Linked DNA regions of Danio rerio: all the other regions are linked to region 3. Evidence: chromatin contacts called from public Hi-C and Micro-C data. All regions are on one chromosome and are shown on one strand. The core of a region is the stretch at or near the end of the contact, and the rest is flanking DNA. Distances in the headings are between cores, read along the strand shown.

Evidence for each region. A called contact is a pair of places that touch in the nucleus more often than the background predicts.
Region 1: a contact with region 3 is called in a Hi-C map of an unstated tissue, with 6 times the contacts expected there. The contact joins the enhancer-like site here to the promoter of npm1b in region 3. A contact is called at or near these places in 3 of 18 Hi-C or Micro-C datasets (caudal fin, hematopoietic stem cells and an unstated tissue) and 2 of 4 datasets of contacts at active chromatin or transcription factors (caudal fin and gastrula embryo).
Region 2: a Micro-C map of caudal fin shows a contact between it and region 3, with 7 times the contacts expected there. The contact joins the promoter of aup1 here to the promoter of npm1b in region 3. A contact is called at or near these places in 7 of 18 Hi-C or Micro-C datasets (caudal fin, embryo, hematopoietic stem cells and 1 more) and 3 of 4 datasets of contacts at active chromatin or transcription factors (caudal fin, embryo and gastrula embryo).

What each region holds. Positions count from the first base shown.
Region 1 is chr14:6,324,849-6,329,145 of GRCz12tu, forward strand. No RefSeq gene overlaps it. Among named protein-coding and RNA genes, the nearest start is that of kazald2, 20 kb to the right of the region's middle. Within about 2 kb of position 2,248, at least 4 of the 62 cell types and tissues checked have an H3K27ac peak or open chromatin away from gene starts, as enhancers often do.
Region 2 is chr14:6,363,683-6,367,871 of GRCz12tu, forward strand. It overlaps aup1 (AUP1 lipid droplet regulating VLDL assembly factor), which reads left to right and starts at 1,697. Exons shown (of 12, transcript NM_199690.2): 1 at 1,697-1,851. The coding sequence starts at 1,811.
Region 3 is chr14:6,169,761-6,173,686 of GRCz12tu, forward strand. npm1b (nucleophosmin 1b) reads right to left here and starts at 2,659. Exons shown (of 11, transcript NM_001166155.1): 1 at 2,583-2,659; 2 at 1,872-1,954; 3 at 1,361-1,480. The coding sequence starts at 2,631.

The sequences.
Region 1 (4,297 bases), core at 998-3,497, 150 kb after region 3:
AGATGGGTTAAATGATACATTCCTGCAAATGGACATCCATTTATACTAAGCACTGTATTCTGTTCGTGATAAGAATACAGCTTTTTATATATAAGATTAAAAACTGTAAACAGTACTATGGTTTTGCTTGGTTAAAATAATGCTTTTAAATAAATTAATATGCAAATGCTGTACAAAAAAAACTAAAAGGGTGGGTTAATAGTTACTGTATGTTCAACAATCATCAAACTAATTTAAATCATTGATAACACAAGTAAACAAGTGCTACCAAGAGAAAGAGAAAATAAAAAACAAAACTACATAGCCCTGTGTGAAAAAATGTTTGCCCCCCTAAACCTAACTGGTTTGGCCACCCTTAGCAGCATCAACTGCAATGAAGTGTTTTCGATAACTTGCAATGAGTCTGTTACAGCGCTGTGGAGGAATTTTGGCCCACTCATCTTTGCAGAATTATTGTAATTCAGCCACATTCAGCGACCTCTCCAAAGCTTTGATACAGTGGATCATACCTTGTTACAACGCCTCAAAAGTATTGCTTTATTTGATCATGCTATTGGTTGGATCTTACAAATCGAAATCAATGTGTGCAAGCGAATGGCCTTGTTTCAAGTACTTTGAATGTAACTAAAGGTGTTCCACAGGGTTCAGTATTGGGGCCTCTTTTCATTATTAAATTCATTATAAATTTTCATTATTATGCAGATGATACAGTCATATACACGACTGCATTTACACTTAATTTGGCCTTTTCTCAACTACATATCACTTTCAATGTACTTCAACATAATTTATCTGAGTTTAAATTAGTTTTAAATGCCAATTAACCAAAATTTATGCCATTTTCAAATTCAAAACAAGCCAAGCAAAAGCTACGTCCTATTGCTACTACTCATGGTGCAGAGATTGAATTGGTGTCCCAGTATAAATATCTTGGAATTTGAATTGACGATACACTTTCTTTTAGTACTCACATTCAGCAATTGGTGAAAAAATTAAAAGTGATTTTAGGCTTCTATTTTAGAATTAAGAACTGCCTTTCTTTTGATGCTAAAAAGAAGCTGTTTGAGGCAACATTCATATCGACATTGGACTAAGGTGATGTTATCTATATGCATGCTTCGTCTCAAAGTCTGCATGCATTGGATACTGTTTACCATGGTGCACTAAGATTTATAACTAATTTTAAATCCCCAACTCATCACTGTGCTGTATACTAGGGTAGGTTGGTCTGCTTTGTCCTTTCGTAGGCTAAAGCATGGTCATATTCTTGTTTACAAATCTATACTGGGTTCACTCTCATCAAATCTACAGAATTACATTTCGTGATTCTGTTTAGTGACATCACGCAGAGCTGTTACTATAGTTCCTTAACTGGGGACTTTTTCACGTGCAGCATAATATCATTGCACGTCCTATAGCGGCAAAGTTCCTTGAATGAGAGCATAGTTCCCAGCCATATTGACTTAGAAAATTGATTTTAATTTTCCATCAGTCTTAGTACATGATGTAACTACAGAAGAGTCAAGCTTTAAATATGAAAATAATAAAACTCTTTTTTTGAACGAGATGCTAATGGTCTAATACAGTTTAATAATCATGCTAAGTTAATGCTCCCCGCAGACCAAAAGATCAGCTGAATGAATTCAAAAATGGTCAAACTCAACTATTTAACTTTAGGTGATCAGTAAAATGAGCCTATTTCAAAACAAAAGTGTGTGTGTGTTTGTGTGTGTATCCACTAGCTCTCTGTTTGAATAATTTGAACTATAGTTTTAGTAGCATAGCTTGTTTTTCTGTTATGCTAGCATGCATGTTTCCACCAAGTGTTCATTCATTGTTATGTTTATTTATTGTATTAAGAATTAATATTTCCTCTATGTCTCTGTGGATATTTCATTTTGGCCAGTCTATGTGCAGCTGGCTGGGAAAAGACCAGTCAGACTGTGCCACCCAATGCCATAGCAGAAAACGACGAGCCCGTTAGTAATTCAGCGCCATTTCCAATTAGTGTGACAACAATAACCTTTCATCCTGTCATTTATCAATTAGAGGAGAGGAAAAAATCGTCCAGCTGAGAGCTGTGCAATAATGTGCAGCTGTGCTGAAGAATTCGGCGTCCCTTTATTACTTTGCGACAAAGGGGAGACAAAGACATATTTCACTCATTGCGTGACTTAATGAGGGCGCTCACAATCCATCATCCAAATGCAGCCCAGCAGAGGACGGATTCTCGCGAGACTTTCGGCATCAGCTTTCAGTGTTCTCGCGAGAGTTCCTACACGGAGCGAATAGACAGGAGCACGCGCCACCTGATGGTATTAATGAAGCATTTCTGCGACTTTTCTCAGCTATTTTAAAGCTAAAGTCGATTCTGTGCTGCTTGACATCACGTTACTGAAGCTTGCTTTTGAACCAAGGCATAAACGAATCATTTCTGGTTATTATATTTTGTGGGTTTCGTTTTTCAGACCCGAGGACATGATCTTATCAGCACACTGAGGTAAATAACACTGATTCATCTGAATAATCACATACAAATTTACAGAACTAAATACGATTCTTTCTTTCTTTCTTTCTTTCTTTCTTTCTTTCTTTCTTTCACAAATATTTCACAAAATTCACAAATATTAATTATTAAGGAATATAATGTATGTTATGTGTATATATATATATATATATATATATATATATATATATATATATATATATATATATATATATATATATATATATATATATATATATATAAACCTAGTAGGCTAATTATGCTCATAATTATATATACAATCTATATATCATAATAAATATATGAAATGTTTATATCATACATAATGTGAATATATCATAATTTCCATATCAGTATAAATCATAGTTAAATCCTTAACAAATGCATATATCATAATTTTATAATTTTAAAAATATAGCTAATTTTATAATTAAAATGTATACTTATTTCAAATAATTAGTCAATTGCAAAAACAACATTGTTAATAATGAAACATATTAATTTTAAGGAGTATAATAAATGTCATGTTATATAAATCTTGTAAATATGTTTCATAATTATATATGAAATCTAAATATCATAATTAATATGTATATATCATAGTTTGTGAATTGTAATTAAATAATTTGTATATATGTGTAAATTATAAAAATTTATATATCACATTTATATGTCATAATATAAATATATATTTAAGTTATTAATTAAATTAATATAATATAATTAATTTTTTAATATGAAAAAACAATATTTTAAATAATGAAGCTTATATATGAATATGATATGATGCTGTTACATACATATAAACCTGGTAAATGTTTCATAATTATAGATGAAATGTGTGTCATAAGTAACGTACATATATCATAATTTGTATAAATCATAATTAAATAGTTTGTAAATATGTATAAATCATAATTAAATAATAAAACAAATGTATATATTATAATTTCATATTTATATCCTAAATAATGTGCATATATCATCATTTGCAAATAAGTATAAATCATAGTTAAGTCCTTAACAAATCCATATATCATAATTTTATAATTATGTAAATATAACTAATTATAATATCTAATTAAAATATATAATCATGCTTAATAATTAGGCTATAGTTGAAACTGATAACAATTTGATTGGTTTTTACAAAATGTTCTTAAACTACATCAGTAAATCAGAGCAAAAATTTTAATTAAAACACTACAAAAACCTTAGTTCTCATTACTTTTTTTTAAGTTACATTCACTAACTAACTAGGCCTAATTAATCAATTAATGTATATGTATATTAGGTATACTACTTATTTGAGCTGTATGAGATATCAAAATCAGCTGACTATTTGACAATCAAGCCACGATTCTTACCTCTTTCTTTTAAAACATCTAATTATTAATAACTAAATAAATAACTGTGTATACAAATGGTTATTTAATATAATGTTATGAATTCAATCGTTATTAAACATTACATTTAGGTATAATTATATTATATAGGGGTAACACGGTGGCTCAGTGGTTAGCACTGTCGCCTCACAGCAAAAAGGTCACTGATTCAAGTCCCAGCTGTGGATTCTGTGGATGTTTCCCAGTACTGGGTTGCAGCTGGAAGGGCATCCGCTGTGTAAAATATATGCTGGATAAGTTGGTGGTTCATTCCGCTGTGGTAACCCCTGATAAATAAAGGCACTAAGCCGAAGGAAAATGAATAAATTAATATTATATATATATATATATATATATATATATATATATATATATATATATATATATATATATATATATATATACT
Region 2 (4,189 bases), core at 447-2,946, 190 kb after region 3:
AAAAGCTGAAGCATTGTTTTTAGAAGGGCTTAAGAGTGGGAGTAATGGCATGGAAAACACAAAGCTTGTGGCGCTCTCTAGTGTTTGGGGACCGCAAGTGTTTCCTGTAAAAAATATATATATATGCCACGGCTAATTCAGACTGTTGATATTCAATGTTAATACATATAGCCTACCTCTGCTGCTTAAATGCGACAAGCACATTTACTAGACACACATCTGACAGTAAATATCGGATAAGAACACCTAGAGCTATTCTATCTTTAAGAGAGAAGAGGTATGCACATAGATCATACCATGCAGACTGTTTCAGAAAAGTCGATCATATGATTTGGCATATATTGAAACAACAGTTATGATAATATCACAGACGATATACACTAATCGGCCACTTTATTAGGTACACCTGTCCAACTGCTCGTCAACACAAATTTCTAATCAGCCAATCACATTGCAGCAACTTAATAAAATAAGTCATGCAGACATGATCAAGGAGATCTTCTTTAGGTCAAACCGAGCATCAAAATGGGGAAGAAAGTTGATTTATGTGACTTTGAACGTGGCATGGTTGTTGGTGCCAGACGGGCTGGTCTGAGTATTTCAGAAACTGCTGATCTACTGGGATTTTCACGCGCAACCATCTCTAGGGTTTACAGAGAATGGTCAGAAAAAGAAATGTCTTGTTGATGCTAGAGGAAAATGGCCATCCACAGAAATGACAACTGACCCAGCCGGGACTCGATCCAGAACCTTCTTGCTGTGAGGCGACGGTGCTAACCACTAAGCCGCCCCTTATTAATGTTTATATTAAGTTTATTTATGGTGCTTTTGACAAGATTTGTTGTTTCAATACGTATATCAATTGTGGGAAAGTAGAACCAATTCTACAGAATGACCCATATATCAAAATGATTCCAATGAAATGCTTATTAATTGTTCACGCATAACAACAAAAAGGGTAGAAAAACTGCACACTGTATGGAATGTATGTAATGCATATTCCATAACGCAAGATGTCAGCCTTCAACTTGAAAAATGCATATAAAAAAGCACGCAAATAAGAAGCTGAAAGGTGAGTTGTCCTTTAAAACTCAAGTGGAACGACGAAGTTTCATGCATCAGCTTTTCCACTCTTGCCTTTGAGTAACAGTTTTACAAGGGCGCCGCAAGAGGTCGCTGCACTTTCATCATGCTTAAAGGTTAATTATTATATGTATATATCTTTTTTTACAACTATTACTATTTATTACTATTTATCTTTTTATGTAAACTTTATTAATGCTTTGGCAATACATTTGTAACATTTGTCATGCCAATAAAGCAATTATTGAATTAAATTGAATTAAGACAGACAGACAGACGGATAGATAGATAGATGGATGGATAGATAGATAGATAGATAGATAGATAGATAGATAGATAGATAGATAGATAGATAGATAGATAGATAGATAGATAGATAGATAGATAGATAGATGCTCGTTTTGTGTTTAGCGTTATATATACAACAATTAATATTGTATACATTACAGCTGTTTTAAATCTTGAAAACACAAATTCAACTTCTAAACACCAATCAGATGTGCTGCCAAAAACCACGTGATTAAGCACGGAAGTTACTCCGGAGTGCCTGATCGCCTTTCTGTCGTGAAGTTCTTTGCGCTTCATCTAGAAACATCAGCCGCGTCTCAACATGGCGAAAAACAGCACAGGCTAATAGCGGCTAGCGTTTCTCCCCCCTCACCTTCCGTTTAATCCCGAGGAATAGTATGCAGCAGCCTTTGAAAATATCCCAGAAAGATTTTAAATAATGGAAACGCGGGGGATTGAGCAGATGTTCGACTTCCAGCGGTAATTTACTCCCATTTAAAGCTTTGAAAACAGTTGCAGCGCTAACACAATTAGCCTTAGCATGTACAGCATCAAAACTCTCTAAAACACAACCGCGTCAAGGCTGTTAGCGTCTCATAAATGACACTCAGACCCGTGCATCAGGATATCAATAGGAAAGATCAATGCTTTCTGAATTATTTGGACTGTTATAATAATTTACTGTACAATGTTTAGCAGAAATGCTAATGAAACAGTACTATATGCTCTATAAGACATTCATGCAGTTTACGAAACTGGCTGTGTCGTAATTGAAACATGTAAACACACGATGTGTATAAGCACAACGAGTCTTCGTATTTGAGATTCTGACATCAGTAAGATTTGTTGCATTCAGTACACATGATCTACATTAAGTTTACATAGATGTATGATGATATTTCAGCTGATATTCTCCACAAAAGCCAAGTCATTAATCCATAACCAGTGCCAAACAGAATCTGCGGACATTTTTCGGTATCTCTGGAAATAACAATACACGAATTTAAGCGGGATTATTTTCAAATTGTAGTAATTAAAAACATAACAAATTAAATAAATATATCATTTACTATGTAAATTGTGTTGAACAAAGTTTCTCATATAAAATATCTACACTAAAATGCAGTGTTTCTCACAATTCCTTCATGTTGTCACAACACAAATTAAGTTAACTCATTCATGTTTACGAATTTAAGTTGATTGAACATGAATTAATTTGTGCCAAAAAAGTAAGAATTTTGTTGTTTCAACTTATTTAAATGAGTAGTTTGAACGAGCATATATAAAGTAAAATATGATAAAGAAATATTTTATATTCTTTTGCATGTGGTTAATATGTATAAACTATTAACAGATTGAATTGACAGAAATGGTACTATATTGTGTTATATATTGTTATCAGGATATGATATGACTTGTTTCATGATATGAGATTTTTTGTCACACTGCCCAGCCCTATAAACATTTGCGTAATGCAATAAATTAATAATGTAATAAACATACATTTACACACATTTAAATCAGCAAATAGACTCAATGATGTGCTAAATAATCTGAAATTAAAATTTATTTATAGCTGAGCAACTCCAGCATTATGGATGTGGCATTTGCAGTAAAAATTCAAAACATAAATTCATGTTAACGTTATATTGTAACATCTGTTTATTCTTTCCAAAACAACTAACCACAGAGTTATGGGATCAGGAAAATATCAATCAGTAAACATTTTTATGTTTTAAAAAAGGAAAATAAACATGTTATGGATGTGACCAAAATAATTAGGAAGTTTACAGTCTACAAAATAGAAATTCTGTGAATTAAACTGCGCAAGCCAAAAGAAATATTGTTATTCGAAAGGATGAGAGTCGGCTCTCTATAGAACAAAAATAATTGATTTGATTTTATTTAACATTTTTGTATTTATGAGAAAAAAAAAGCTTCGTTATGGATGTGACGTCTGTCCGTTATGGATGTGACGGATGTGAAATTGACACTTGTGTGACTTTGGTAAATCAAATATAATTGTTTAAGAACATTGACTGAGATATTTTTGGGTATTTTTACAGTCCTGTAAAATACAAGCCTACACAAAAAACTTAGAAAGGGTTTCGCTATTTTAGTAAAAACTTCATTTTTTCATGGGAAGGTTGAAATTTGCGTGGAATTGCTCCTATCTACACGATAAATGCTGGGTTTCTCACTATGCTTTCATGTTGTCACAACACAAATAATTAAGTTAACTTGTTCATGTTTACAAATTTAAGTTGATTGAACCTAAAACAATTAATTTGTGCCAAAAAACATTAGAAAGTTGTTGTTTCAACTTATTTAAAAGTGTAGTTTGAACGAGCAGCAAAAATAATTTTTTTTGAGTGTACTAAAAGAAAGAAAATATGTCAGTACAACTGTATTGACATACAAAAACCTACAAATGTATTTGTATGTAATAAGAATACAACTGTTTTTGTACATATATTACATAACCATTTAGGGTTGTGCTACAAGTCAATATATATCGTACAAATCATTTGTTTTGAAACGTGTCTTAAATTGTATTTTGGATAATTATTTTATAATTCTACATTTTTAATAAAAATTTGCTAAATAATATGAGAGATCCTGAGTATATATAGATATATGATTTAAAGAAATATTCCTTTGCATGTGGTTAATATGTATAAACTATTAACAGATTGAATTGACAGAAATGGTACTATATCGTGTTATATATTGTTATCAGGATATGATTGTATCGTATATATGTGATTTTTGTCATACAGCCCAGCCCTATAAACATTTGCGCAATGCAGTAAATAAT
Region 3 (3,926 bases), core at 1,409-3,908:
CTTCTATCACTCTTTAAAAGTTTTGGTTTCAGTTTGTGTCAATTTAAAGGTTTAGTCTGAGCTCAGACTGGCTGATCTTCATTTTTCTGTGTTAGTGAAAAGCAGGCGAGTCAGCCGACCCAATTTATGAGCAGGCAGAGCAGTACTCTTGCGATGACCACCGACGCAATACCGTTCGTTGTTATGATGAGCCGCAGTTTCAGTGTAAACTTAGTAAAGGCGAGCTCCTTTGACGATGATATGTACAGTATTAGATTTGACTTTTAGCGGACATTTGCGCTGAACACGCAGTGAATGCAACGCATCGAGATTCGGGCACCTTCTCCGAAAAACACGTACTCGATTGATCTCAGCTGGCGGATCAATATTCACCACGTCATGATCGCTCTCATCTGCGCCCTCAACTTTAGATGGGGTTTGCAAACCTGTGTGCTTTAAGTTATTACTCTTCAGCCGTTTGTATTTCCCGTGGTCGTAAAAGCTCCTTCCTTGTCATCTAACAGCGGAAAGTCTTAAGGGATTGACAGCTAATAGGAACCAATATAGCGGCAGGGAAGAGCGATTCAGCACGTTTTTACAAAAAATCAAAACAGGTCGCACTACAACCATTATCTGTAGTCGCACTAATGCGCCAAAATATATTATTAGGTCGCATAGATTAATTTTCGGGCGCATATGTGACCAAAATGGTCGCAATTTCGAGCCCTGAGTTACTATGACCATTTATGTGAAGCTGATTTGATACAATCTACATTGTAAAAGCACTATACAAATAAAGCTGAATTGAATTGAATTACTTGGGGTGTGCAGGGTTTCCACATATTTTTCATTTCATAATTTATTAGATTTTTTCAAACTAATTTCATAGTAGATATCTAAATAAAGGTTCCATTCACAGTACTTCAATTACAATTTAATACTCTGACAATACTATTAAATACTAAAAGTCAGCTAAAAGTATAAAAATATTGAGCTAAATACTTGGAACTTAGAAAAAACTTGTTTTTTTTCTAAATTACATAAGATCCCAAATATCACTAGTTTATCGGCAAGATGTATTTTAAAGACGGAATAATATCAGCTGTTTACAAGGGTCTTCATTCATTCATTTTCCTTCGGCTTAGTCCCTTGTTTATCAAGGCTCGCCACAGCGGAATGGACCGCCAACTATTCCAGCATACGTTTTACGCAGCAGATGGCCTTCCAGCTGCAGCCCTGTACTGGGAAACCCCCAAACACTCTCACATTCACACACACACACTTGTAACAAAATTTTTTTTACACTGTGATGCTATTTACAAACTTTTTTACACCTGTTTATAACACAAAACCCAACGGAAATGAACTCTAGAACACTTACAGAAGGCAGAACGGATGGTTTCAATACAGCAAGTGTGATTTTGGTGGTTTTGCCATCGTAAGTCAATCCCTCCATCTCCACGGTGTGGAATTTATCCTCCGCCTCGGCACCCAAACACACCTGAGAACACGGGTGAAGAGGTGAGAGATGTGGTATTGCCAGTTTACAGACAATCAAAACGACTTGTCTGAAATATACAGTGCATCATTAGCATAGTGCCTCACAAAAGAAATACTGCTATGGCTTGTTATCATTTTCCTGTTCATTCATGTAATGCAGCTTTGACACAATCTATATTGTGATACAGAAAATAAGTGTTGTAAAACAGAATACAGCTGCACAAAATATTGTTTTAGCATCAATATCACAACTACACATTTCTAAAACTACTTTAAAAATTACAATTCCTGAGAAAAACTACTCAATTACAGTAATTGGAGTATTTGATATTACTTTACACCACTGCCTATATGGCAATATTAGACTTTTGTCAAATATTCATCTTCCTCACCGACTTAAGTGACAGCTGATGTTCAGCCTCATCATCATCCAGGTCAACTTTGTGCTCTTTCTTGTCAGCCTTTAACGAACAACCTACAGGAAGACAGCAAAACTAAATTGAGAATAAAGTTGGTTTTATATTCGCACATTCGTTAAGTGACAGCTCAGTTTTGTTTACCATGGTACTTTGATTATTCGGACTGAAATTACATGCAAGTATGACTTCAAAACAACATTATCATTATTTAATTGACTGTAAACATTGTAGTATTTTGATTGGCTGCTAATATGATTTCACTATTTAGAATTTGCAAAGAATACTTTTTTGAAATGATATTAAGATGAAAATATGAATGTGCGAATATAAAACCAACTTTACCTTAATCAAAAACTAATACTTTATTCAAAAATGTTGTAAACACGTGATAAACTTTAGAAAAACCCATTTTATGCAACCAAAAATCCCACAAAATAAACAACATCCTTTATAAATAGAAAATAAATACATGAAATATAACTATCCCCAGTCCTCCAGCCCATTATATCGCATATATAAACATTAGACTAAACACAAAGGCAGAGCCAATACATGTGGCTAGCTGCATTAGCCACAACTCTTGTATTACAGTGCAATGCAGCAGTAGGAGCTTATCGTTTGATTGCATATGACGAATTGTCGCATATATATGGTTATGCAACGTGTGATTTTAATTCAGCTCACCAAACAAATACATCTGGGGTCGGCTGAGGTCTTTAATGTTATCCTCCATTTTTGCGCGCACAGGTCCTGTTAAACGTAGTTCCGGCGTGTTGATTGACATCGAAATGGACGAATGAGAGTGTAGAAGTGGGCGGGCTTTCAATAGCGTCGTCCAATAGTATGCACGGTCGGTGATCATGTAAAGCCCTTTGTTTCTTTTTCGTGCGTCCACTACCTCGTTTGTCCTCACGATGGAGCCATTTGATAAATCCTCACTATATTTGCCTTGCAAAAACTATAGATATAAACACTAGATATCGCATAGGGACCCTGAGCATGCGTCATTAGCGCCGCCACATTGGTACAGTGCTCCCAGGACAAATGTCATTCAACCGCACTAGTCAAGACAGTGTTATTACGTGAAGACGCGGGACTTTAGCGCTGTCTACGGGTGTAGTAACGAGCAAACAAAGAAAATAAAGCACAAAGGCAAAACATTTCATAGGTAATATTGTGTTTTTTTCTGTTTTTGTATGTTCTGAACTTTTATGCTAATCAGGTAACGTTATTGAGGATAACAGTCACTTACTGCATTCACCATACGGCAAAGCAGCTCCAACTCGCACTAAACACTCGGCTTATGCTAGTTTTGTTGAATAAAATCAGCAAACAATGCAAAAGAAATATGACAACGAGATGCTGCGCTGCCAGAAACTTGTATTATTGTCGGCTAACGTTAGTGAAAGAGTCGTTCGGGGGATTCATTCACAAACGAATCGCTCCCTCCGTCAGTATGAGAAGTGAAAGCAGGAGAGGATGTGTGTTTCAGGACATGATTAGATCAAATTTAACAGGGAGGGTGAATAGTACATTTCTGTACACACAAACACAAGCTTTTTGTCAGGAATTCCCGTGCGGTCACTGATCTATCAATGTAGAAAAGTGATGTAAAATTATAATTTTTGTAATTAGAAAAAAAATTACATACTAACATCCAGGAAAACTCCCGATCACAGATATATGTGTATATGTGTATATCTCTGTCTTTGCATGGCCACAGTCCTCAATTGTACCGTGGTCCCGCATTCATTTCAAAGGAGCGCTACCCTGTAGCAAGATGGCGGCGCTATTGACGCACTCCGTCCAATAGACAACAATAGGCCAGGCGACATCTAGTCTATATATCTATGGCAAAAACGCCAAATCTTTTTTGTCTGCTCAACAACATCGTGTTGATTTGTGTTTTGTATGAGGATGGGTTTAATTAGCTGTGTGATTTTAGACATGTTTACATGCATCCCCAGATAATAAAACGATAGCATCATTATTAGTGCTAGTTATTGTTATTGTTAACTTAGTAGAAGT